Regions from separate parts of the Mus musculus genome. Here all the other regions are linked to region 3. A link is a contact called in public promoter capture Hi-C data. All regions are on one chromosome and are shown on one strand. Each heading gives the region's core, a stretch centred on a gene start, on an enhancer-like site or on the middle of the called end of the contact. The rest is flanking DNA. Distances are from core to core; before and after follow the strand shown. Region 1 holds the start of Slc25a15 (solute carrier family 25 (mitochondrial carrier ornithine transporter), member 15). Region 2 holds the start of A930013F10Rik (RIKEN cDNA A930013F10 gene). Region 3 holds the start of Gpat4 (glycerol-3-phosphate acyltransferase 4). Region 4 holds the start of Thsd1 (thrombospondin, type I, domain 1). Region 5 holds the start of Slc20a2 (solute carrier family 20, member 2). Region 6 holds the start of Vdac3 (voltage-dependent anion channel 3).

What was found. Promoter capture Hi-C pulls out the DNA fragments that hold promoters and counts their contacts.
Region 1: a contact with region 3 is called in a promoter capture Hi-C map of pre-B cells, with 5 times the contacts expected there. The contact joins the promoter of Slc25a15 here to the promoter of Gpat4 in region 3. A contact is called at or near these places in 5 of 39 promoter capture datasets (the 3T3-L1 cell line, the C10 cell line, liver and 1 more), 1 of 484 Hi-C or Micro-C datasets (embryonic stem cells), 1 of 115 datasets of contacts at active chromatin or transcription factors (stem cell-derived neural progenitor cells) and 2 of 9 other capture datasets (adipose tissue and liver).
Region 2: a promoter capture Hi-C map of hematopoietic stem and progenitor cells shows a contact between it and region 3, with 3 times the contacts expected there. The contact joins the promoter of A930013F10Rik here to the promoter of Gpat4 in region 3. A contact is called at or near these places in 6 of 39 promoter capture datasets (the 3T3-L1 cell line, the C10 cell line, embryonic stem cells and 3 more) and 1 of 9 other capture datasets (adipose tissue).
Region 4: a promoter capture Hi-C map of liver shows a contact between it and region 3, with 5 times the contacts expected there. The contact joins the promoter of Thsd1 here to the promoter of Gpat4 in region 3. A contact is called at or near these places in 2 of 39 promoter capture datasets (both in liver) and 1 of 115 datasets of contacts at active chromatin or transcription factors (large pre-B cells).
Region 5: a promoter capture Hi-C map of pre-B cells shows a contact between it and region 3, with 3 times the contacts expected there. The contact joins the promoter of Slc20a2 here to the promoter of Gpat4 in region 3. A contact is called at or near these places in 7 of 39 promoter capture datasets (the 3T3-L1 cell line, 3T3-L1-derived adipocytes, the C10 cell line and 3 more), 2 of 484 Hi-C or Micro-C datasets (B cells and CD8 T cells) and 1 of 115 datasets of contacts at active chromatin or transcription factors (extraembryonic endoderm stem cells).
Region 6: a promoter capture Hi-C map of embryonic stem cells shows a contact between it and region 3. The contact joins the promoter of Vdac3 here to the promoter of Gpat4 in region 3. A contact is called at or near these places in 12 of 39 promoter capture datasets (the 3T3-L1 cell line, 3T3-L1-derived adipocytes, the HPC-7 cell line and 7 more), 2 of 484 Hi-C or Micro-C datasets (embryonic stem cells and muscle stem cells) and 1 of 9 other capture datasets (liver).

The regions. Positions count from the first base shown.
Region 1 is chr8:22,397,275-22,401,220 of GRCm38.p6, forward strand. It overlaps Slc25a15 (solute carrier family 25 (mitochondrial carrier ornithine transporter), member 15), which reads right to left and starts at 1,347. Exons shown (of 7, transcript NM_181325.4): 1 at 1,166-1,347. It overlaps 1810012K16Rik (RIKEN cDNA 1810012K16 gene), which reads left to right and starts at 1,447. Exons shown (of 3, transcript NR_045473.1): 1 at 1,447-1,709; 2 at 1,873-2,004; 3 at 2,171-2,317.
Region 2 is chr8:22,634,721-22,638,586 of GRCm38.p6, forward strand. It overlaps A930013F10Rik (RIKEN cDNA A930013F10 gene), which reads right to left and starts at 2,089. Exons shown (of 1, transcript NR_027886.1): 1 at 1-2,089. It overlaps Polb (polymerase (DNA directed), beta), which reads right to left. Exons shown (of 14, transcript NM_011130.2): 11 at 2,348-2,434.
Region 3 is chr8:23,206,189-23,210,178 of GRCm38.p6, forward strand. It overlaps Gpat4 (glycerol-3-phosphate acyltransferase 4), which reads right to left and starts at 2,265. Exons shown (of 13, transcript NM_018743.4): 1 at 2,111-2,265.
Region 4 is chr8:22,226,036-22,230,393 of GRCm38.p6, forward strand. Thsd1 (thrombospondin, type I, domain 1) reads left to right here and starts at 1,268. Exons shown (of 5, transcript NM_019576.2): 1 at 1,268-1,394.
Region 5 is chr8:22,475,424-22,479,299 of GRCm38.p6, forward strand. Slc20a2 (solute carrier family 20, member 2) reads left to right here and starts at 1,277. Exons shown (of 11, transcript NM_011394.3): 1 at 1,277-1,502. It overlaps Smim19 (small integral membrane protein 19), which reads right to left and starts at 1,456. Exons shown (of 4, transcript NM_001146117.1): 1 at 1,083-1,456.
Region 6 is chr8:22,591,715-22,595,594 of GRCm38.p6, forward strand. It overlaps Vdac3 (voltage-dependent anion channel 3), which reads right to left and starts at 2,099. Exons shown (of 9, transcript NM_011696.2): 1 at 1,970-2,099.

The DNA.
Region 1 (3,946 bases), core at 97-2,596, 810 kb before region 3:
CCTCCAAGAGCCAAAGGGACAGTAAGTTTGCTGTGAACTTGAGTCTCCTAGAAATGTTAGAAAGGCCATGAAGTCGCATCAACTTGGGGACAAGACCTACATGAGGATGAAAGCAATAGACACACTAACATGGATAAGGAAATCTCGGGGGAGGGGGTCTCAACCCTTGACAAAGAACTACAAACGAGTAAGGAAAGCTGGGAATGGGGGCATAGTCTTCCCCAGAGTACAGTCCCCAGTTGGTTATCCACCATATAGAGACAAGTAGCATTATATGTCCTGAGAAAAAGAGGCCATGAATTTGAAAGGGGGTAGGGGATATGGTTACACCGAAGGGGTTAGGCGTAGAAAAGGGAAGGGAGGAAATGATGTTAATTACAATTTTAAAAAGATATATTTTTTTAAGTGCTTTCCCGTGCTGGGAATTAAACCTAACTTCCTGCATACCAGGAAAGTACTCTTAACACTTAGCCCCCTTCTCAGGGGTATCTGTCAAATTATAGAAGACAGAAACGCTACTAACAGATGAACCCAGAAAGAATGCACAAGGACCTGAGTATCACCTGTGGCTTGGGGGATATGCAGGACCTGCAAAAACCAGACCGGTCTGCGCGGATTTAAACTAATTTAGGAGCCTGCTGTACCATTTGGAGTAGAAACCCCGAATCCTTTGAGCGTCTCACCCTCTTCCTTCAAACTACCCAGCAGTCCCAGAAACAACGCCGCCGACACAACCACTGGTTCCTAGGGTGCCAGAAAGAACTTCCCGGGTGCTCAGCGCAGGTGAGGCTGCCTTTCGCTAAGGAGGGACCCGTCTGGAGCTGCAGCTGGAGCTGCAGCTGGGCTGCAGAAGGCCGCCTGCCTGCCACCACCATCAATCGAACCCCTCGGGCCCAGCCCGGGACAACCGGGGTGCCAACTACTGCCGCAGCTGCGGAGCGCTTCACCCGGCCTGACCCGGATTCTGCTCTGCTCCGCGCAGCGCGCGCACACTGGCCACCGCGCCCGCCCGCCCGAACCTCCGCGTCTCCCGGGACCCCGCAGCGAGCCCGGTGCGCGCGCCCGGAGCCGCGGCACGTGTGCGGCAGGGCGGGGACTGTCAGCCGCGTTCCCCAGCCGGGCCGGTCGCCCACTCGCTCGCTCCCGCCCGCTCCCGCAGCCTCACCGCCGCGCCTGGCTGTGTCCGGCTCGCCCTCTGCCGCCCGCGCGCTCCGCTGGCGGCCGCGGGCCCCCGGGCAATTTTTAAGGTCGCCCTGTGGGTCCGGCCCTCGGGCCCTCCCTCCTGAGACCCCCTCCACCAGCCCTCCCTCCGGAGGCCACGCCCTCCTGAGGGCCCGCCCTCTCGAAGTCCCGCCCTACCGGCCCTCCCCCACGCGAGGCCCCCTCCGCCCCTCCCTCCCGAAGGCTGGCCAAGGAAACGGAAATCTGCTCTCCTCGCTGACTGCCGAGCTGGCAGCCTCCGGGAGGACTCACCTTGAGGTCTCCCAGCGTTATCCAGCCCCAGGAGGCTGTGGCTTTAACAGTAAATGGAAAGTACTAGAATGGTAGTGGTGAACTATAAGTTCCCTTATGGGCAGCTTTTTAAATCATCTGTTTATTTGTCTACAGACAGGGTCTCGCATAGCCCAGGCTTAACTTGCTATATGGCTGAGGGTGGTCAGGAACTTCCTGATCTTCCTACCTCCCCCTTCCAAGAGAAGGAATTTCAGGTTTGTTCCACCAGGCTTGGATTTGTGAGGTGGCTGGGATGAAACGTGGGGCTTCCTGCATGCTAGGCAAGCGCTCTGCCAACAGAGCTACATCCCTAGGTTTTAGTTGCTTGTCTGATTGTCTATTTTGTGTCGCTTTAGGTTTCATTCTTTCTCCCCTAAGGAAATCCATTCCCAGGAACATTATGGAAAAGACAACAATATAAGCTGCCGCTGCAGGTTTTATAGTTCCCAGCGATATATTCCTGAGGCTTTAATTAGAAGCTCAAAGTGACGCTGGAGTGAGGGCGCAGAGGTAAAGAACCTTTGATACTTATCAACTTGACTCAGCCTAGAATCAGTAGAGGGATTGCCTAAATCCAGTCAGTCTGAGGATGGAAAGGTCCGTAGCAGCAATGTCTTGATCAGTAATTGATGCTGGAGAGCCCAGCCCACTATGGGTGGTGTCATTCCTCTGGCAGGAAGTCCTGGATTGGAGGGGGGAAAAAAGCATCGTCCAGAGATCAACCAAGAAAGTGAGTCGGTAATCTGTATTCCTACATGGCTTCTGCCTTGACTTCCTGCCTTCCGTCAATCTGGAAGAGAATGCCAAATAAACCTTTTCCAAGCTGCAGTTTAGGCAACAGTGTTTCATTGCTGCAACAGAACGAAACTAAAATTCAGTTCTTAGCCCACATCTGGTAGCGCCCAAGTCCAGCGCTGGTGTGTATCCAGCTCCCCCGTCTGGCTTCTGTAAGCATCTGCAGGTTCCTTCAGGGGTACACACACACACACACACACACACACACACACACTACACATAAATAAAATAAATCTTTAAAAAAGAATCATAAAATCAAAAGGAGCAGGGAATACTTAAGAAAACTGTGGTTCACAGGAGTGATAAAACTATCTTTAACTCTAGCCCTATTCAATTGGAAGAGTCTCAGGGTCATGTGACCCCTACACCACCAGCTTCCCACTCCGCTTCAGCCTCCCTATGAGCCTTTTCACGTTTTTAAAGATTCCTTTAATTCTGAAATTGATGTGTATGTATGAAAACATGCATGCTGGCACCTGTGGAGGCTGCAAGGCAAAGTTGTCCCTTGAACAACAAGAGGTACCAGTGGTGAGCCGTCTTCCTTGTGTGCTTCCTTTATAGTGATGTGTTTGTGTGTCAAGTTGAGGGGGGAGTGTCAATTGTACTGGCTGGTTTTGTGTGTCAACTTGATCCAGGCTGGTGTTACCACAGAGAAAGGAGTTTAGTTGGGGAAGTGCCTCCATGAGATCCAGCTGCAAGGCATTTTCTCAATTAGTGATCAAGGTGAGAGGGCCCCTTGTGGGTGTCCCTGGGCTGGTAGTCCTGGGTTCTATAAGAAAGCAGGCTGAGCAAGCCAGGGGAAGCAAGCCAGTAAGTAACATCCCTCCATGGCCTCTGCATCAGCTCCTGCTTCCTGACCTGCTTGAGTTCCAGTCCTGACTTCCTTTGGTGATGAACAGCAATGTGGAAATGTAAGCTAAATAAACCCTTTCCTCCCCAACTTGCTTCTTGGTCATGATGTTTGTGCAGGAATAGAAACTCTAAGACAAGTGAGTGCTCTTAACTGCTGACCTACCTCTCTGTCCTCTTGAAAACAGCATGTCACAGGCAAAGAACACTGCTCTCATTGGACAACAAAGTGTGTCTCAGGGCTGACTTCCAAATGAACAAACAGTCACACACAGGACTCTCTGCTCAAGGTAATGGTGACTACCCTTGGGATTATGCAAGATATCAGTGTGGCTGGCCAGTAAGGCAGCAGGTTTGACGCAGGTGAGAGGACAGACTGACTGACTACAGGAATCAAACCTTTGTCGGTGTACCAGAATTTCACAATGTGCAGGTTAATGACATCATGGGGCAGGGGGTGGGGGGCAGATAACGCAGTGTGAAACTGGAGTTGCAAGCAAATCACAAACACAGAACATCTTGGATTCAAATGTGCACTTGGTGATCGAGGAGAAAGAAATTAATGCTCTAATTACACATCCTCATACCCACTAAGTATTCTTGACTACTGATAGAACTTCTGTTGCAAACTCCCTTGGGTCTTGTTTGGAGTCAGTACAACCAATCTTTGACACTGAGAAAAACAAACATAGATTTGGATTTCTGTAAAACTATGTGAAAGAAAAGGAGAATGTTGCATCGGTGAAATAGTTGTTAGGACAATGTTTGAAAGGGGACAATTTCTTTTATGTGTTTTTTTCCTTTGGGA
Region 2 (3,866 bases), core at 839-3,338, 570 kb before region 3:
GTCTCATAGTGTGGCCCAGATTGGCTTGTGTTAGGATTTCTACTGCTGTAATGAAACACAACACCAAAAGCAACTTAGGAAGCAAAGGCTATTTCATCTTAGAGCTCCCAGAGCATTATCCTCTGACTGGAGGAGGTCAAGGCATGGCTGAAGCAGAGCCCACAGAGAACCAGTGTTTGCTGTCTTGCTTTTTATGGTGTGTTCACCTTGCTTTCTTACATAACCCAGTCCAGGGGTGGCACCACCCACAGTGAGCTGGGCCTCCCACATAATCAGTAATCAAGAAAACACTCATGATCTTGCCTATGGATCAATCTTATGAAAGCATTTTCTCAATTAAGATTCCCTCTTCTCAGTGAGTTCCAGGGTAGCCTTGTCTACATAGCAAGCTCCAGAACAGCCAGTTTTTAAAAAAACACCTCTCTTCTGACATATGTCCAGGCTAATGTCATCTTAAAAAACCCAACCAGCACAGCCTGGCCTGGAACTTAATATGTAGCCTAGGATGACCCCAAACTGGCAATTCTCCTGTGTCAGTTTCTCTACTGCTGGGATTACAGGCATGAGCCACTGTAGTGATAACCTCAATAGTCACCTTGATGAGATCTGGCCTGTAAAAGAAGCATAAACGAGTCTGTGGCCCCTTATAAGGAATTGGCGGGTGCTGTGCAGGCTGCTGGGGGAGAGCTGTCGCACTGAGCTGCGATTGTGACTGATAATACTGACCTGAGAACCATGGGACATGTGCCTGGTGGGCCAGCTGTGTGGTACTCTAAGTGAACATGATGTGTCTCAAACCGTGTTTATGTCTAAGCTGGAGAGTCAGGGCTACTGTCGGCCTAGGGCAGAAAAGCTTTGTGCAGCAGGTGTCCATTACTGCAGGGCTCACAACTTCAGAGGCGAGTGTGCTTAGCCCTAAATGGTGTATCTATATCACAGCCTTTAAGGTTCAGGGAGCAGAGAAAGGAGGCAGAAGGGGCAGAGGAAGGGGTGGGATGTTGTGCCATGCTGTTTTCCAGGCAGGACATGGCTACTGCGCTCTAGAATTCTCAGCAGCCATGAAGATCTGGATACGAGAGCGGGCCATCACTATTCTGTCCTCAAGGGAGGATGGGCTTACAAGACCCCACCTCTCCCTGAGGATTTACAGGTTGCTAGTGAAGAGAAGCTGAAGAGGGATCATGTAATTCCTCCTTAGGATCTACATGATATTAATGGTGGTGAAAGGGGACTCTCTTTTCTTTAGTGGTTTAGACACTGCTCAGTGGCCCAGGCATGTATAAATGACCCTCCCCGAGTCCGGGGCTCAGGAAATCACCATTGATCTACTTTACCATGATGCACTTTGTCTTTCTCAGTCATTGCCTTGCACCTCAGCTAACAGGCGTTCCTCTCAGTCATGTGACACGGGAAAGTGCACATGGAGAAAAACAAACCCAAATGAAGTCACCAGAAGAAAGGCAAGCCAAGGAAAAACGTGAGATTTTGATTGTCATTAGCTTTCCTGCTCTCTTATGCAGAGAGACTTATCTGTTTTTAATATATTTGCCACCTTTTTTTTTTTTTTGAGATACGGTCTGACTCTGTGGCCTGGTGTGACCTGAAATTCACTACGTAGTCCGGGCAGGGCTTGAACTCATGGCAACCTTCCTGCTTCAACCTGAGTGCTGGGTTAACATCTCAGGCCAAAGGCCACAGAACTCTGACAGTTGAGCAGAGTGGATTTTATAAAGTCTCTGCAAGTGCCCTTTTGTAGGCTCCCAGCACAAGGTTTTCCCCAGTGTGTCCTGTCATGAACCTAACTAAATCCCCTTTCTCCCTTCTGTAACCGATGTAACAGATTACTAATCAGGCTTGGCGATGCTTTTCTTATTTTTCTTTTCCTTCCTTTCTTTTTTTCTTTTTTTTTTTTTTTTTGAGATGGGTTTTCCCACCTGGAACTCATTAGGCATTTCGAACCTCACTCATTAAAAGTCTTCTGAGTCAGAGAATATGAAACCACTTGATATTTTAGGAAAGAATTTACTTCGAGCCTGTTATTATTAATAGTTTTAAAGAGCAAATTCTGCCTAATTATTTTGGTGATTCAAATTATTAACAAAGTGTTTACAAGAAAATCTTTTAGTAAACTATTCTGAGGGTAGCTCTGCGAGTGGAGACACGGTGATAATCACTTTCCCGCCTCTTGGAGCTCTGCTAATCCTTTTGTACTGTTGTCTGAGGCAGGGGCTCGCTCTCAGCAGCTCTGGCTGTCCTGGTGCTCTGCCTGTGCCACCATGCTCTGCCCTGCTAGCTGATGGCGACAGAAAGCTACACAGCATGAAGGAGTGAGGCAATGAACACTTACCATGAACTTTGTTTCACCCTTTGACAGAGTATCTGTAATGAAATGGACTTTTTGTAACTGTTCCACAACACGATGTAACAACTTTGGCTGTATAATCATGATTAGGAAATAGAAAAAGAATACTGTTACAACAAGAAAAAAAACTTTTTTTTTTTTTTTTTTTTTTTGGTGTTGGAAAGTGAACCCAGGGCCTTAGTCTCTGCCACTAAGCTATGTCTGCTACACTTGTTTCTTTTTTTCCTTCCTTTCCTTGAGAAGGTCTATCCAGGCTGTGTTAGGAATATGTAGACCAGGATAACCTGCTGCCGCACCATCATGCCCTGTCTTAGGGACCTAACCCAGGGCCTTGTGAATGCTACACATTCAAACATTCTACCTGAGTTATGTCCTGAGTCCCATGCTGTTTCCTTTAAAAAGAGAAGTTACTTGGGATTGGAAAGATGGCTCAGTGGTTAAGAACACTTACCGTTCCTCCAGATGACCCCAGTTCAATTTCTAGCATTCACATTAGGTGGCTCACAACTGCCTGTAGCTATATTTCTAGGGAACCAACAGAGACCTCTGGTCTCTGAGGGCACCTGTGCTCACACACACACTCCTACACAGACACAAGTGCATCATTAAAGACATAAGTCTCCAAAATTACTTACTCATTTAATATATGTGTGTGCATACCAACCTGTGCATGTTGGGGCTTATAACCAGGGAACAGGGCTTCAGAGCTGGTTGCTCTCATGTTGGGGTCTCTCAGCTCTACTCGGCATTCTCCAGGGAAACTGCCCTGCAATCTTGCACTGACTGTCCTGCCTCTACTGCCCACCTTCCTATTCGTGTTCTCCCTCTCCCTCTCTCTCTCCCCCTCCCCCCTCTCCCTCTCTCTCCTTCTTACCCCGTCAGGCCTGGGATTTACTTTGTAGAGTGGGCTAACACTGAACTCATGCTAAACCTTCCGAGTGCAAGTGATGAGATTCAAGGACCCACCATGTCTGACCATCAAATGAAACAATTTCTTTTTCTTAGAAACTACTTATATGGGGCTGGAGAGATGGCTGCTCTTCCAGAGGTCCTGAGTTCAATTCCCAGCAACCACAGGTGGCTCATAAGCATCTACATTGAGACCCTGTACTCTTTTCTGACATGCAAGCATACATGTAGGCAGAATGTTGTATTCATTAAAAAAAAAAAACCTACTTATGCTTTCAATGATAATAAACTTCATTTGGCCTCAACAAAGCAAAGAATTAGCTGTTTTTTTGTTTTGTTTTGTTTTTCGAGACAGGGTTTCTCTGTATACCCCTGGCTGTCCTAGAACTCACTTTGTAGACCAGGCTGACCTTGAACTCAGAAATCCGCCTGCCTCTGCCTCCCAAGTGCTGGGCTTAAAGGCGTGCACCACCACTGCCCGGTTAGCTCTTTTTAAAAAGCAAAAATATTCTAAAATTTAAAGATCTGCCTTTATATGTTTTTTTTAAATAAGTTTTACAGTAGTTATTTGCATTTATTTATTTAGTGTGTAAGT
Region 3 (3,990 bases), core at 1,015-3,514:
ATTAAAGACACTGGACAAAACCATCTGAAGTTCTCACTCACATATGTGCATACTGAAACCAGAATTCAGGTCTCTTCCTTAGTCATTTTCCACTTCCAATTGTTTTATTATTTTACGAATGTTTTGCCTTCATGTATATATGTGCATGCCTGGTGTCTGAGGCTACAAGAGGGTGCCAGATCCCCTGGAAGTGAGTTATAGACAGTTGTGAGCCACTATGTGGATGCTGGGAATCAAACCCAGGACCTCTGGAAGAGCAGCCTGTGCTCTGAAGGTCCAAGGCATCTTCTCCAACCCTGTTTTTATTTTTAATTGTGTAAGTGTGTATCTGTATGTGGCCAGGAACACTTGAGGCTATAGGATCACCTGGAGGCAGAGTTACAGATAAATGTAAACCAGCATATGGTACCAGGATCAACTCCAGCTCCTCTGCAAGAGTTTCAGGCGCTCTTAACTGATGAGCCATCTCTCTAGTCCTTTCACTGTATTGGAACAGAGTCTATCACTGAACCAGAATCTTATCAAATGGCTCTCAGGAGCCTCTTGTCTCTGCCTCCCAGCAGTGAGACTACAGGTGAGAGCCATGTCTGGCTTTTTACATGGATGCTGGGGATCTGAACTCAGGTCCTCATGTTTATATAGCATTTACTCAGAGCCAGCACCTCAGCTCAAGGAAGAACTTTTAATAATAGGGTACCTTTCAACAAAAACATATTACGATTTTATGCAATGCTACAATCTTCATTTTGAAACTTAAGCTACTTTTGACTTGTAAAGGCTCACTGTCTATCAAAAACATGGAGACGGGAGATATACAGCTCATTGGTAAAATTAAATAAACCACAAACCTCCAACACACACACACACACACACACACACACACACACACACACACGGCGCGCGCTCCAGTGCTAAATTTTTGTTTCTTCCTGAGACAGAAGAAGTAAAATAAATGAAGATGCAGATATTGCATGATTAACCCCAGATGTCACTGAGCATATATAATAATGAGCATACGTTCCTGGTTTTGCATATTTGAAATTCTCCAAATTATAGGTCTGAAAAATTACTCTCAGAAAGAGGAAGGATAATTTAGCAGGCAGGATTACAGTTTTGACCATAGTCTTTGGTCGCAGTGATTTTTATGCCTGTCTTTACGGGGTTGCGATACAATCTCGAAGACACGCTAACTCTGCAGAGACTCTTAAAAGTTCTGCTCAAATTAAGGAAAACGAGCGAAACCAAAGTTCTTCAAAGGCTATCTACCGGTAATACGCAAGAGATGGGTATGGGATGGAACTTAACGTCCGCGAAGCCTGACAATTTCACATAGATTATTCTACAACCTGTGAGTCACCAATGTAATATCCAAGTAAGATGGAAAGTGAATAAATAAGTCAAACTTCCAGGTAGGATGCTACTACCACTGAGGGCATGGAACCAAGGCGAAAGGGAGTCTGGGGTGTGAAGAAGGCTGGAATAGTGGCAGTTCTAGTTAGTGGCTCAGGAAAGTCATGTAGCATCAAGCAGGGCTGCCCCTATCCGGGGGCAAACCTGGACACTGGGACTCTCCAATGCGGGAAGGGGGAGAGGGGGCAGACCCGAAAAAGAAGACAGTGTGAGCACAGCACGGGATAAAGGACGGATTCTGGGGGGGAAACCCGTTTCCACGTGATCTAACGCCGGGTTCTCAGCCACGTTCCTCAGCTCCGGGCCACACCAGGCCGAGGCGGCGAGCGGCCTGCGGAGAGGAGCGTGGTCGGTTGAGGAGGAGAGAAACCGGTCGGGGAGAGAGGAGCGGGGCGGCCGAGGAGAGGAGGGAAGGGAAAGAAAGGGCCGGATGAGGACAGCGGGGCTGGCTGAGCCAAGGAGCCGAGCGGCAAGGAGCCGGGCGACTGGAGAGGAGATGAGGCGGCAAGAGGACAGCGGGGCTAGCCCGGGAGGAGAGGAGCGGGGCTGGCGAAGGACAGGAGTGGGGCAAGCGGGCGTGAAGGAGCTCGGACCGCCCGGCAGCGGCTGCCCCACCGGCGGGACCCCGGCCCGCGGCTGCCGACCCCGCGTCCCGCCCGGGGCCGGGGGCGTCCGGTAGGACCAGGTCCATCCAACTCACCGGCCGTGAGGCTCGGCTCCAGTCCTCGGTGACTGCCGCTCCCGCCCTGCCCTGCCCGCCGCCGGCCCAGGCGTACGTAAGAGCGTGCGTACGCCCGCCCGTCTTTGTCTACGCCGCTGGACGTGGACCCCACTCCCCTCAATCCCCGCCCCCGAGTCCCGCCCAACCGCGCTTGCGCGGTCTCCCGGAGGACCCCAGGGTGGGCGGGGCTCCGGCGATGCTCGCTCCTCGCACTGATGCTCGCCAGCGTGAGCCGAGGTCGCTTTCTGAAAGCCAACCGGGGCCTGTCTGAGCTGTGTCCAGAACAGGCATCGTTCCCGGGGAGAGGGAGAACCCGGCATGGCGAGGTTCATTTACTGAGTCTTTGTGGGACTTTGTGTGAGATTCGGTTCCGGCTGGCCACGAAACGTTAGCCACCATCCCAGCACTACCCGGGCATCCCGGAGCTTCTCTTAACGTAATTGGCTGGTTGGCCAACTGCAGTTTTCCAACCCAGCCACAGTTCTAACTAACCTCTCCTCAGACTGGAAGCTTCAAAGACAGGCTTGTTTTGCTGACGTGGGTCCTTTATAGTGGAAGAAAGAGAAAGAAGGGATGGGGGACACGCCTCTTTGGCCCACCCCACCCCCTTTTAAGACAGGACGTCTTGTAATACAGACTTGCCTCAAAAACTGCGAATTGCCCAATGACCTTCAGTTTCTGCACCGACTGCTTCCACCTCCTGAAGTGCTGGAATAAACTACCGTCCCAAGTTTTATAAAGTGCTGGGGGCTGGAACTCAGGGCCTCGTGCATGCTAAAAGAAGCACTCGACCAGCTGAGCCACATTCCCAGCCTCCGAGTTTATTGCTTTTGTATACTTCCAAGAGTACCTAACCTTTCCCCTAATTCAGGACTTAAACCTCCATTTGTTGATTTCTTCACAAACTTTTACACAACTCCAGGTATGTAACTATAACAGGAATACAAGACATATTTAATGATAATAAATTTATTTAAAAGCATTTTTGCTATGTATTTGTAGCTTTCCTATATTAACTATTAAAGCAAATTTGCATATTAATGAGATGGATGTGTTTGCCACTCTATTAATTTATTATTTTATTTTTGGTTTTTTCGCTGGCTGTCCTGGAACTCACTCAGTAGACTAGACTGGTCTTGAACTCAGAAAAACGCCTGCCTCTGCCTCCCAAATGCTGGGATTAAAGGCATGCGACACCACTGCCCGGCTGCCACTCTTAATATAAAGAAATCAGCTAAATATTTGATACCAAAGGATATAAAACATAAAGTTTCCCAACGTTTTAAATTTTATAATTGTCAATGCTGAGAACACCGTTTCACAAATACCTTGTACAAAACAATATTAGTAAGTTTATGAACATTTCAGAAATTATTAGAGATTCTGCCCTAATCCCAAGCCAAAAATGATTTAACAGATTTTTGTGAGCAGATTAACTGAAGCAGTTTTTAAAATCAAGAATTCTAATACAGTGCAACCCCTGAATGTGCTAATTTGATGCTTACTTACAATGCTTACCTGCTGAGGAATGACTACAGGAAAATATTTTTTAAAGTCATGGTTTCTTCAAAATGAAACATGATAGCTAACTAACACTCACTGAAACACTCCACAGATGTAAGGGCAGGAGGATCAGAAGTTCAATGTCACCTTTAGCTATACAGTAAGTCCAGGTCAGCCTGGACTAGCCCTGTGACACTCTGTCTTAAAACAACCCCCAAAGAACTAGTGAATGAGTCAGTGGGGGAAAGGCACTGTTGTCAAACCTGATGACCTGAGTTAATTCCAGGGATCCACTCTTGCAAGTTATCCTTTAACCTCAGCAGGTGGACTGGGGCAAAAGCAAGCTCATGAATGCG
Region 4 (4,358 bases), core at 18-2,517, 980 kb before region 3:
CTACCTGGAATCACCAAGTGCGACCATAAGACTTTACCCGCTGAACTCTACACAGGCGCTTCCATTGAGATTTTTTTAAATTGCATTTTGTTTTTTGTTTTCAAAACCAATAGTCCCAGGAACTATCTGATGTTCATATGGCAGGCACGAATTTGAAAGGGATCCTACCTTGAGCTGATGAATGACAGAGCAGATCGTATTGACGGCAGTGAGAACTTCCTTGGTCACTTGGTTGATTACTCCCTAGAAAAACTTGACCTTTGATGGCATCTAAGTGACTGCGCTGTCTTTTAAGATCAACTTTCTGCAACTGGCATAATCTCCAAACTTGAGGCGAAATTTACAAGCCAACCATTGGCTCCCCCTCACCAACTTGCTAAGCAAGAGCTCCGCTGCTGCTCTGTATGTAGTGCCTCGCCCACAGTCTGCCTCCAGGAACAGGCTCTCGTTTGTACAGTCCAGGCTGACCAGGTATGTGAAATCCTGTTTCCCCAGTTCCTGAGATTACAGGCACATGCCCCACATCCAGTCTCATGGGTCTGACACATGCACAGTAAATCCACACAACTCGGTCCTAACATGCTTCACTCCTCGAGAGTTTCCTGGTACCTCTTGCTGGGTGCTGGCCATCTAGAGGCTATGCTGATTTCTATTACTAAATTTGTCTGTTAAGTGGTTGTTACACGCAAAAGAAAGCTCACTGCACAGCGCTGGATGGCAAGTGCAGCTGTTAAACCACGTGAAACGTAGCCTCCGGTTCTTTCAGAAAGAAAATACTTGTAGAATAGACTTTTTTAAATGTTTATTTTTAAAATGTTTAATTAACCAAGTTTTGCTCCAGAGGAAGAGAAAGGAAAATGCGCTTTATCTGAAGTATATTCCTTTCAAACTCCAGTGACATTTGGGGGAGCAAGTTTAGAAATTACCCATACCACTTTTTGGCTCTTCTTGTGATCACCCTCCAAAAGAAAATGACATGGGGGAGAAGTGAATGGTTTAAGTGCAAGGCTGCTGGCTCTCTCTTAAAGCACTGGGTCTTTGCAGCGGGAAGTGGACTGTGGGTGTAAATACGTGCTGCACTAGCAGCGACCACACCTCCTAGCAGGGCCTCTGGACCCAGAGTTTCCTGCAGGTTTCCTCTCCACAGGGCAAGCTAGGGGCGGGCAGGAAAGGAAGATGCGCTGCCCAGGAGTGGGAGCGGGGCGGACCTCTTGCGCTTGACCCCCGCCCTCTGAGAGCCCGCCTCGGGGCGTGGTCCCGGCAGCCTGGGAGCGTGCCGGAGCTCTGGACCCGGGCGGGCGTGCAGCTGCGGGACGGGAGATGCTCGGTCAGTCACCCTGTGGCCGCTGAGGCTCCCCTCTCACTTCCGCCGTGCCAGACAGACCCGACCCGAGGTAAGGATCCGAAGCTCAGGTGGCCCACCACCAGGGCGGGCACCTGGCGCAGGCGTGGCCGAATGACGGGACTCTCAAAGGCAGGAGTTCAGATTGGAACCTTTGGAAACTCAACGTTGCGACATACGTTTGTGGCTTTCCAAAAGTCTCTTTCTGGGATACTAACAATAAGCAATGACCTCAGTAACAAGTTTTATGCTGACTACCACTGGACTGGGTTTGCACCCGGGAACTTGAAGCACCTCTGGAAAGTGAGTTGGTAGGAGAGCAGGGCTTCACGGGGGACGCACAGCTCACCCCATGGTTGGGATAGAGAAAGCTTGTTCAGAAGCGCAGCTCTGGGATCCAGATTGCCTCCTAACAGACATTATTCCTGGATCTATACACAGAAGCCTTGCTTGTGAAATTACTTTGTTTCTCCTTCTATTCTTTTATTTTCCTCCTTTTATTCTTTAACGATGTCCTGTGGATATAAATTAATTTTCCTTTGTTGTCGGCTATGAATCATTTAGCTGCTTTCTGAAAAGCTTGGCTTTAAGGGGGGGAGGGGGTGATTCTGTTAGCCATTGAGAATATCCACACACACTTTTCTCCACTTTCTCGGCTGGGACTTTTACTGTTTTTCTTAGCTCCAAAGGTTCAAACCCAGGGTCTCTCACATGCTAGGCAAGTCCTCTACCACCCAAGCCCTATACAAAGCATTTCAAACATCTTGAAAATGTTCCCACTTTCCTACTTTCTTAAAATGATTCTCAGCACCAAACATTTTACTCAGCAACTACTCAGGGAATTGGGGACGTGGTGAAAAAAGGTAATAATCAGTAGTGCCCCCTCCCATTTTAGAGGCTTATTATAATCATCATCATAGTGCATGCCCTAATGCTCAGGTAGACTGCGTTCTATAATTCCATCTCTGTCCAGCTCTAAGTACAGATCATCACACAGGTCTGTATTTAACCACCCATCTTCATAAGCAAGAAAATGCAATCACAGAATCAGTGATGAGAAAGAGTTTTAAGAAGAATATTATCTCCGAGAAGCAAGCCATCCAAGAAAGCTGAGTTCACCTTTCCGGAGGCCGCTGCTAGGTGGTGTCCTATTATGTTGTCTAGGCTGGTCTCAGACTCCTAGGCTTAAGCCATCCTCCTGCCTCAGATTTTGGGGGGAGCTACAGATGCTGGGGCCACCATGGGATGCTTCCTCTGAGTCTTTCATCTGAAGTCTTAAAGTCGTGTTCCCCATCCAAATTCAAGGTAATGATTAGATCAAATCCAAGGCGACTTCCACTAAAACAGAATTTCCTTTTTTGATGCGCTGAGGAAAGGAAGGGAGGCCAATCATCTGCATAGTTAAGCTGCAACCCCCACCCCTTCGTTTTCAGGAAGTGCAGAGTTTCCTTTGTTCTCCTAGCTCTTACTGAACAAAAGCTAATAGAGACACACCAGCTTCCTTCCCACTGAGTGGTGGCTTGTTTCAATCTGCCTGCTTAACTCTGTTAATTCTGTCTTCTATCAGAAGGTATGGAGTCTGTGTTTGCAAAGTTATACACGGGTAGAGATGCGCTTCAGTGGTAGAGAGCTTTCGTGGCCCACATGAGGCCACAAAGAAACTGTTATCTATGAATAACAAGGGACAGTAAGCATTAAGAAAGCATATTTTTTGGTTATGCTTAATAGAGCAGTTGGATTACTAGATTCTAGTACAAAGAAACTACCTTTAAGCGACCCAAGGCTTATTCTGTAGTACTCTAGTATTTCTATCCAGGTACAGTATCCCTTCCTACAATTCACCATGAACCTCAGGCCAGTAAGGTCTTCCCTTGCCCACCTACGTGGTCTGGGAAGATTGCTGCATGAATCAACCATCCCCTGATGCATATCAGCACCACTCATTGGAAGGCTGACAGGGGAAGGTAATTTTTATTTGTCTGTTTTCTCCATAGACTACCCAAACAAGAAAAGCAAGGCCAGATAGAGTTCACATAAAGTTGTAATATACTGAGTGTCTATTGTTTTGTTTTGTTTCTCATTTTGTTAAAAATTAAAAACATTTTTTCTTTTATTGAAAATAGATATTTTCCCCTCATACAATGTATCCTGATTACAGTTTCCTCTTCCCTGCTCCTCCCAGTTCCTCCTCCCTACCTCCCCTCCCATCCAGATCTACTACACCCTTTCTGTCTCTCATTAGAAAACAGGCAACTAAGGAATAATAATAAAATAACATGTAAGAAAAACAAATCAACATATAACAAAATAACCAAACAGGAAAAAGAACCAGAGAAAAAGAACAAGAAATGCACAGAGACAAAGAGACACACACATTCACATTCATACTCACAGGGGTCCTAGCAACACTCAAAACCAGAAGAAACACAATATATATGCAAAGGAACTGTAAGGCTAAAAATAAAAAGAGCCGTGACTTAGCATAATGAAACAAAGACCCTCCAAAGATAGCACTGAGTTCATTTTGTGTTGGCCATCTACTGCTGGACATAGGGTCTTACCCTTAAGCGTGGTTAGTTTCCCCAGTGAGACTCCCTTGGAGAAAACTACATTTTCATTTGCAAGTGGCTATCAGTTGGAGATGGCTTCTGAGTTAGGGATGGGGACTATGTCCACTTCTCTCAGCTCTCAGATCCCATTTGATGTAGACTTGTGCAGGACCTGTGGATACATCCTCCATCTCTGTGAGTTCACATGGGTACCAGCCCTGCTGTATCTAGAAGGCCTCAATTCATTGATGTCCCTCAGCCCCTGTCTTTCTAGTCTTTCTGTCTTCTCATTCTCAGTTCCCTGAGCCCTGAGGGGAGGGATTTGATGGAGACATCCCATTTAAGGCTGAGTGTTCCGAGATCTCTCACTCTCTGCATAAAAATAATTTTATCGTACCATGTGTTTTAATCACATTCTCCCCCCCCCCCCAGCTTCTCTGACTTTTCTCTCCAACCAATTTCATGCT
Region 5 (3,876 bases), core at 27-2,526, 730 kb before region 3:
ATGGCAAAACAGATTCTATAAAACCATCCATAGTATGCAATAACACCGCTGCTCCACAGGTCCTGGGTGGATGAGTTTCCTTAGACCCACAGTTTAAAGGGTCTGCACTGAAGCTAGGCCTCTCCTGCTAGTCCTGACACCATCAAGGCCACGCTTTGGAAGAGTCAGGAATGGAGAGTTCAGAGTCCACAGTGCAGACATGGAGGTACTTTAACCACGCCTCCCACGCACTTTGTGTAACCTAACCAAGTGTGAGGATATGCGCCTTTCCCCTTCAGTCTAAAGTAAAATGTCCAGGGGTTGGTTCATTTCAGGCAAGTTAATGCTCTAGTAGATTGATGCTGAGAGTGACATTCTGGGCTCTTATGGGAAAACTGACATCTTCCCTCAGCTGTCCGGTGATGTAATGTTTAAACTATTATTGCATTAGAAAGATGCTAGCTAGATGGAGCTGATTTAAGCTGCAGGTTAAACACGCATATTAAGAGATCATGACATCAAAAAACGCATCCATCGGGATTTAGTTTAAGGCTGACCTCCTTTTGGGTGACAAAATCCTTTTCAGGTAATCATGAGACATTATCCTAAGTTTTAAAGTTTGTCCACTCCGTTCTAGAACCTGCCACCTCGCTTGGAATGCTATTTTCTGCCTCTCACGTGGGACTTTTGTTACTCTCTCACGGAAATTCAGACTACACATAATTTCTAACAACGGAACCCAAACACCATGAGGGGAAGATTCATTCTCCTGACTCTCTGAAGCACTGCGACGTTTGAGGTCCTAAAACAGACGGGAACAAGGTCACAGGCTTTCACCCCATCCTAGAGGACGGAGCATAGCTGAGGCCTGTGGACTGCGCAGTACACGTTCGAGTAATTTTTTTTTTCTTTTTGCACCCATCCTGCTTTGACGCACTGCAACTCAATAACAGGTGACAGTGGTGGCTCTGAGATCCCAAGGCCACAGGGACCCGGGGAACGGGAGGCGCAGAGGTGGCACACAGATCTGACGCCCAAACCTGGCCTCCTCCAGCCGCCGCCCCCCTCCCCCGAGCCTGTGCAATCTGTTCCAGGTGACATACAGGACAGTCCTCCCGCGACGGGACGCCGCACGCTCCCGCCGGCGTCTCTGCGGGCTCCGGGGACCCTAGGCACGCTGCAGCCGCCCCGCTCACTCCGCCCGCAGAGACACCCAGGTCGGGATCTGACCCGCAGCAGCTCGCAGCCCGCGGCTGGGCCCGGACTGGACGGGACGGGGCGGGGCCGGGACGGGGGCGGGGCGGTGACGCAGCCGCGCGCGGGCGGGCGAGCGAGCGGGAGAGCGGGCGGGCGGGCGCTCGGCGGCTGCTGAGGTGCGGAGGCCGCCGCGCCGAGCCGCTCCGCTCCGCTCGGGCTGTTCCGGGAGTCGGGCGGGGAGCGCGGGCCGAGACCCAGCGGACCGGACGACCTCGCCTTCGTCACTTCCTGCCGGCCCGCGGTTTCCGGAGGGAACGAGAAGCCAGGTTTTGTTATTGGTTTTTCTTCCTTCCCTCTGTGCGGGATCGGAGCCCGACGCCGCGGCGGCACCGCGTGCCGCGTGTGGCGGGAGCCGAGCGCAGCGCGGTGCAGCGCGGCGGTGCGTCTCTCCGCGCGCCGCGGCCCGGGTCGGCGCGGGCGGGAAGCGGCGGGCTCAGGCCGGAGGGCGCCGAGGCTCCTCCGCGGTGGGGCGGTCTCGGGGTGTCTGCGCGTGCTCCCGGGACGAAGCTGGCTGGCTGGGTTCTCGGTCTCCTCATCTTCCCGGCTGTGAGGCCGAGGCGACTGCTCTCTCGCATCTTTGCTTGAATGGCTAGGGTGTTTTTAAAAGAAAAAGAACAAAAAAGAAAAACACCATTTGCGTGGGGGGACTTGAATAAGGTTACGTTTTCCAGGGTGAGGCAGGTGGTGATCGTTAATGAGTGAGTGCAGTTTCGCCATTAAACCGATCAGTCGGTCCCCCCAGGTTAGTGCGGCCATGCAAATAAAGCGGCCCATTGTCCACGTGCTTAAGGGCTTAGCAATTCCAGCAGGGCAAGTTCTCCGGGATCATCTGACTTCTTGTTACCATTCTTGCTCGCAGTGTAGCGGTTCTCTTGAGTTGGCGTGCAGAGATAAGAGCAAATAATTAGACTGTAACTTTTCACAAGTTGTCTTGCCTATTACAAACTCACCTTCCCTTAGGATCAGTAACATGTTTTTGTAGTATCAGTGTATGTGCGTTTACGTATATTATACACACAATCATTTATATAATTTTTAAACCATTTAGTTTGAGTTTAAAGTTAGAGAATTAGAAAGAGTAGTACACGTGGTGTTTGCTGCCTGTTTGCCGGGACAGTGCCAGATGTTCATAGATGTTTTATATCAGTTCATTCTCAAGGGGAACTTCTTACATAGGCGTAGATTGTTCAGTTTCTCAATACTTAAGTTTGATTAGCTCGCACCACTATGTAGAACGTTGGCTTTAAATAGTTGTTTCTCTTCTGAAAATAAGGGTGCTGATCACAGAATAACTTAGCAAATTAGTGTGGCTTTAGAAAGAAGTTCATAGAAGTGTGTTTAGTCCATTTGGGTGTATAAGAGTTTTAAAAGCCTTGTGGCTCTTTTCTTACTCCTAAGTGCCCATTATATAACATGGTCAGAAGTTGATCTAGATAGGGTGGGCACCAGGCAAAGGTACAGAGCCGTTACTCAAATTTGGGGTCCTTTGTATTTCTTACTACACTTCCTAACTGAAGGCAAACAAACATGTGAAATGATTTTTTTAACACCAAACTAAGAAAATTAAACAAAAACAAGCTGTAGGCTGTTAGATTTTTTTATTTTGCTTGACTGCCCCCCCCCCCTTTTCTCTTTTAGGTAGGGTCTCACTGTGTATCTCTGACTGGCCTGGATTTATGTAGATCAGGATATATCTCTGAACTCAAGAGACCTGCCTGCCTCTGCTTCCTGAGTGCTGGGATCAAAAGTGTCCCCTCCTACACTCAGCTAGGAGTTTTGGGGTTTCGCTGAGCATTTGAATATTAAGAATGTTAGATTTTTCTGTATTGTGCATACTTGTGCCTAACTTTTAAATTAGGATTTAAGTATTTTAAACACATATTCACTTATTATATCCAGTGTAAGATTAAACTATAAAAACACCATTTAAGGTTTAGGTAGCCATAACAGTTCAAAAGCTGATTTGTGAGGGTGATGGTAGAGAGTAGAAGTGGCTGGAAAGTTTTGACAGACTCGGGAAGGAGCTTGGAAGCTTGTACTTGTGGGTAAATTAGCATATTGGAACTTACATATCAGGTAACTCTAATGGTCAGTCACTGGGAAGAATTAAAAGTTGACAGAGCTTTGTGAGTTGACATTTACCAAAGGGTTTCTCCCTTTACTTGAGGACATGGCCTTTGGGGAGGGAGGCAAATAGAGAAGAGAAAGTTGCAAATTGTCTTCCGGAGTGAATTCTCTGTGTGAATAACTCGTACTACCACTTATGAACCTTGTCAAGCACTTTGCAAGCGTTGAGATTTGTGGGTAGGTGTTGGTAGTTGAAAGACAGAGAAAGGGAAGAGAGAGTAGTGGTAGGAATTTCCTCACTGTCTTTTGGGCAAAGTTTGGAACTGAACAGAGTCTATCTATCCCAATAATAGTGACAACAAATTTATAAATCACACCATTTTTATCAAGAAATATGGAAACTATTCCCTTAATATATAATCTGTACCCAACTGAGTAGATTTAAAATAACCTGCAATATATGAAAAAAATTACTAAATAATTCATATGTGCCATTTCTACGTTTGTGACAGCTGTAGTGAGCACAGCACAGTCTTAGCTCCTGCCTGTAAGTCATCCAAGTAATGATAGGAA
Region 6 (3,880 bases), core at 849-3,348, 610 kb before region 3:
GAAGCAAAAGCGTGCACAAGCGCAAGTGTGCAACACACATGAAATATATACATGAATAAAGACAAACAAAACACAGGGTGGATATGGGGAAACGTGACTTCAACCCCAGCACTCAGAGGCAGAGGCAGACACAATTTGTACATCTGAAGCAAGCTAGAGGTGCTACATAATGAGACTCTGAATAAAAATAAAAATTAAAAAAAAAAGCCTGACTGCGTGACCTTAATAGATGACAAAGTTGTTGACCATGAACTTTGTAGATGAAGTTGTGTCAGATCAACAGGTTGAACACATCTTCCAGTTACGATCACTATGCCTGAACTATGGACACTTTGCAAATCATTTAAATAACTACCCTGTATATTTATACTCAGTCAGTCCAACTCTTAATCCAATTCCTGCTAGGCTTTTGCCTATAAATAAACAGGGCCTTGGTTTATAGCCCAGGCTCACCTCAAACTTACTGTGTAGCAAGGTTGACCTCTCTCAACATATGATAGTCCTTAGCTTCCGGGGAGCTAGGATTATAGCTGTGTGCCACCATATTCAGCAAGACTTATGTCCTAACTGGAAAGTCATTGAAAATTTGTACCTGTCACATGCACACACTATGATATAAAGTTAAGAGGAAAGAGCATACAAAAAAAACATATATAAAGTCGGGGCAAAGGAGATGGCTCAATTGGCAAAGTGTCTGTCACACAAGCATGAGGAACTGCATATGAGGACCCACACAGCACTGGGGTAGGGAAAGTGCGGAGACAGGAAGACTTCTCAGTTCAGTGAGGAGACCTATACCCAACATCAACCACTGGACTCCACATGCATACGGATGTGCACACAAACGTGTACATACACCACATAAACAAGTTCACACACACACCCAAAATTTATAGAGAAATGGGGATGGCGTATGGGTAAAGCACTTATCTTACATAGAAGAGGATCTATAATTGATGCCACGGGTTTTATCCAAGGCATCAATCAAAAGGAAAAGTTAAGGAGTCAAGGCAAATGAGTGGTATTGATGTTCTACATCAATCTATAATAAAATTCTGCTCTATGTTACAGAGTTTGGAGTCCACTAGCAGGGTAATTTTACAGTCCCGGTAGTAATGTAAATCTTTTGCCATCATTCTAGGAGGGAGGAAACACAGGTCTTACGTATTCAGACAGAAACGTTTATACAGTTTTAGGTTTTCATACTGATCAGGGAGAAAATAAACCAAGGTGGTCGAAATGTCTAAGTGCTATTTACAAGCTGCGTTTAGCGTTTTTGATCCACTGTTTCTCAAAAATCATCACTTTGCAAAAGTCAAGTGGATAACTGAAGTCGTTCATGCCCAAACTGTCCCTTACTCGGACCCATGATTCTAATGGGAAATGCACTGCTGGTATGATCAAGCAAAAAAATCGAGAAAACCCGGACTCCATGTTACTCGAGAGTCAAGCTACAACCTCACAATCATCTTAGCGCTACAAGACAGCTATGCACCATGCCCTGAGGCTGCATTAGAGCCTGAGAGGACGACAAAAGGCACTAACTAGAGGAGACAGCTTCTCTTTTGTTCCTTGTTTCTGCTTTTTAAGATGCATGAAGAGCATCCACCCTTCGGCCGTCGGGAGTGCAAGACACGCCTGACAAGTGCTGGACACACCAGACAGCGGGGTGAGGACAGGGTCGGGTGTAGGTTTGGGGTTCCGGGACTCGTCCTCTCTAGAAACCGCCCGCCTTCCAGCCTGGCCCCGGGCAGACCGCCAGTGCGCACGCCGGGTGCGGCGGAAGGTCGCGGCCGGCCCAGGGCGGCGACTCCCGCCCTCAGGCGACCAACAGGGTCCGGGCAGCGGAGTCTCCCCTGCCTCGCCTCGCCCTAGGTCGGCGCCCCTCAGCTCCTCCTCCGTGGCCTCGGCCGGCTCCTCAGGCCCGCCGGCCATCCGCCCACCCGGCCCGCGGCAGCGGTCGCCTCACCTACAACCCGAGGGTGGGCCCGTCCCGCTCCACCAAGGCAACGCTGAAGGTCTTCTCGAACCAACGCCGTCTGCGCCTGCGCGACCTCGCTCCCCCGCCGCGCCTGTGCGCCTGCGCGCCCGTCGTCCCCCAGCGCGAGTGCGCGCGGCGCGGCGCCGCGCCTCAGACCAGACGTGCAAGGGGCCCCGCGGCGGGCGCCTAGGCCAACTGTCCGGCTGCGCGTGCGCGGGCGAGTGCGCGGGCGCAGTGGGGGCCCTGCTGGCGGGTGACCGGCGCGGGGTGGTGTGGAAATGGCCGAAAGGCCTTTGAGGACCTTTGCTGGGCCGGGAGGCGCGGCTCTCGCGAGAATGTGCCAAAGCCGTAGCTACTGTCCCCTGAAGGGGCGCGGGCGGGCAGGGCGCCAGCAGAGACCCAGGGCGGGCTCTGCGGACGCGAGCTGCCAGCCAGAGTGTCGCTCCCAGACCCTGCCACCCTCTCTATGGTGGATGACTTGCAGGTCTTTATGGGAACTTCGTCCCAGGTCAACTGTAATTTTAAAATGTGAGTCTTCTCAGTTGGAACGATGAGAGAAAACCCAGGCCCTAGAGGTTAGGCGACTGCGGGCTTCTAGAGCATGCAAGTTAATTCAAGAGAGAGAGAGGATGGAGAGAGAGCTCTTCTTAGAAGAGAAATCAATGTCGCAGGAATTGTGCAAGGAACACACCACTGCTTTAGAGCCACCTTAGTGACAACCGATTCCCCAGCAAACGGTTAAGGAGATCCCGATGGTTCCCAGGACTCACTCACTCCGCGGATTATTTACTGAAGAGGAAAGGACCTTCACAGCCAGAAAATCGCCTTCACCAAGTGACTAAAGCTAACTTCAGGTGCCCTGTCATTCACAGAAAGGGACACAAGTCGATATTCTTATATTCTTGGTTGTGAACCTAGCCTTTAACGGCTGAGCCATCTCTCCAGCCCACGAGTCAGTATTCTTAACAAAGCATGTAATTTGTCTATGGGCGAGAAAGCAAATCCAAATTAAGGGACGTTCTGCGAAGCAACTGCTCAATCTTCAATGTCATGAAAGATGAAGAAAAGGGTTTAAGAACAAAAAGATGTAATGCTAAAGTGTTTTTGTGAGTCTCAGTTGGACTGTGGATAAAACAAAAGGGCTATTGAACACAACCAAGCAACTGAGGAGATTTGAGTAAACTACACTAGTACACTAGTACTAGAGCAACGTAGAATCTGAGGGTACTGTGCCTTGGTTATGTACAAATGGCCTTTTTGGAAATATTTGTTGATGTTTCTACCGCTAACTCTTTTTATTGAAAATAATTTTTCATACACTATATCCCGGTCATGTTTCCCCACCCCCAGCTCCTCCCAGATTCCCCCAACCACCTGACTCCATGCCTTCTTTATTTCTCTCTTTAGAATACAAATAGTCAAACAAACCAGAACTTAAAAAAAGAAAAATAATAAAGAGGAAGTACGAGGAGAGTAGACACATAAACACAGAGTCCATAACATACACACAAAACACAAGTAAAACAAAACAAAAGGCCCAAAGTCAGAATCATTGAGTTCATTTTGTGTTGTCCCTCTATGGCTGGGCATGGAGACTCCATTGAAGAAAACCATTTTGTTTTCTTTGCAAGTGGATGCCAATTAGAGATAGTTTCCTGTTACGGATGGAAGCTTGTGTCCACTTGGAAGCACCACCTGACTTGACCCTGTAGTTCAGTAGTTTCTCTACCATCACTTACACAACTCAGCCCTGTTGTGTCTAGAAGACACTGTTTCCTTGGTATCATCCCCCAACCCCTCTGGTTCTTACAATCTTTCCACTTCTCTTCCAGTTGCCTGAGCCCTGAGGGGAGAAATTTGATGGAGACATCCCATTTAGGACTGAGTGTTCCCAGGTCT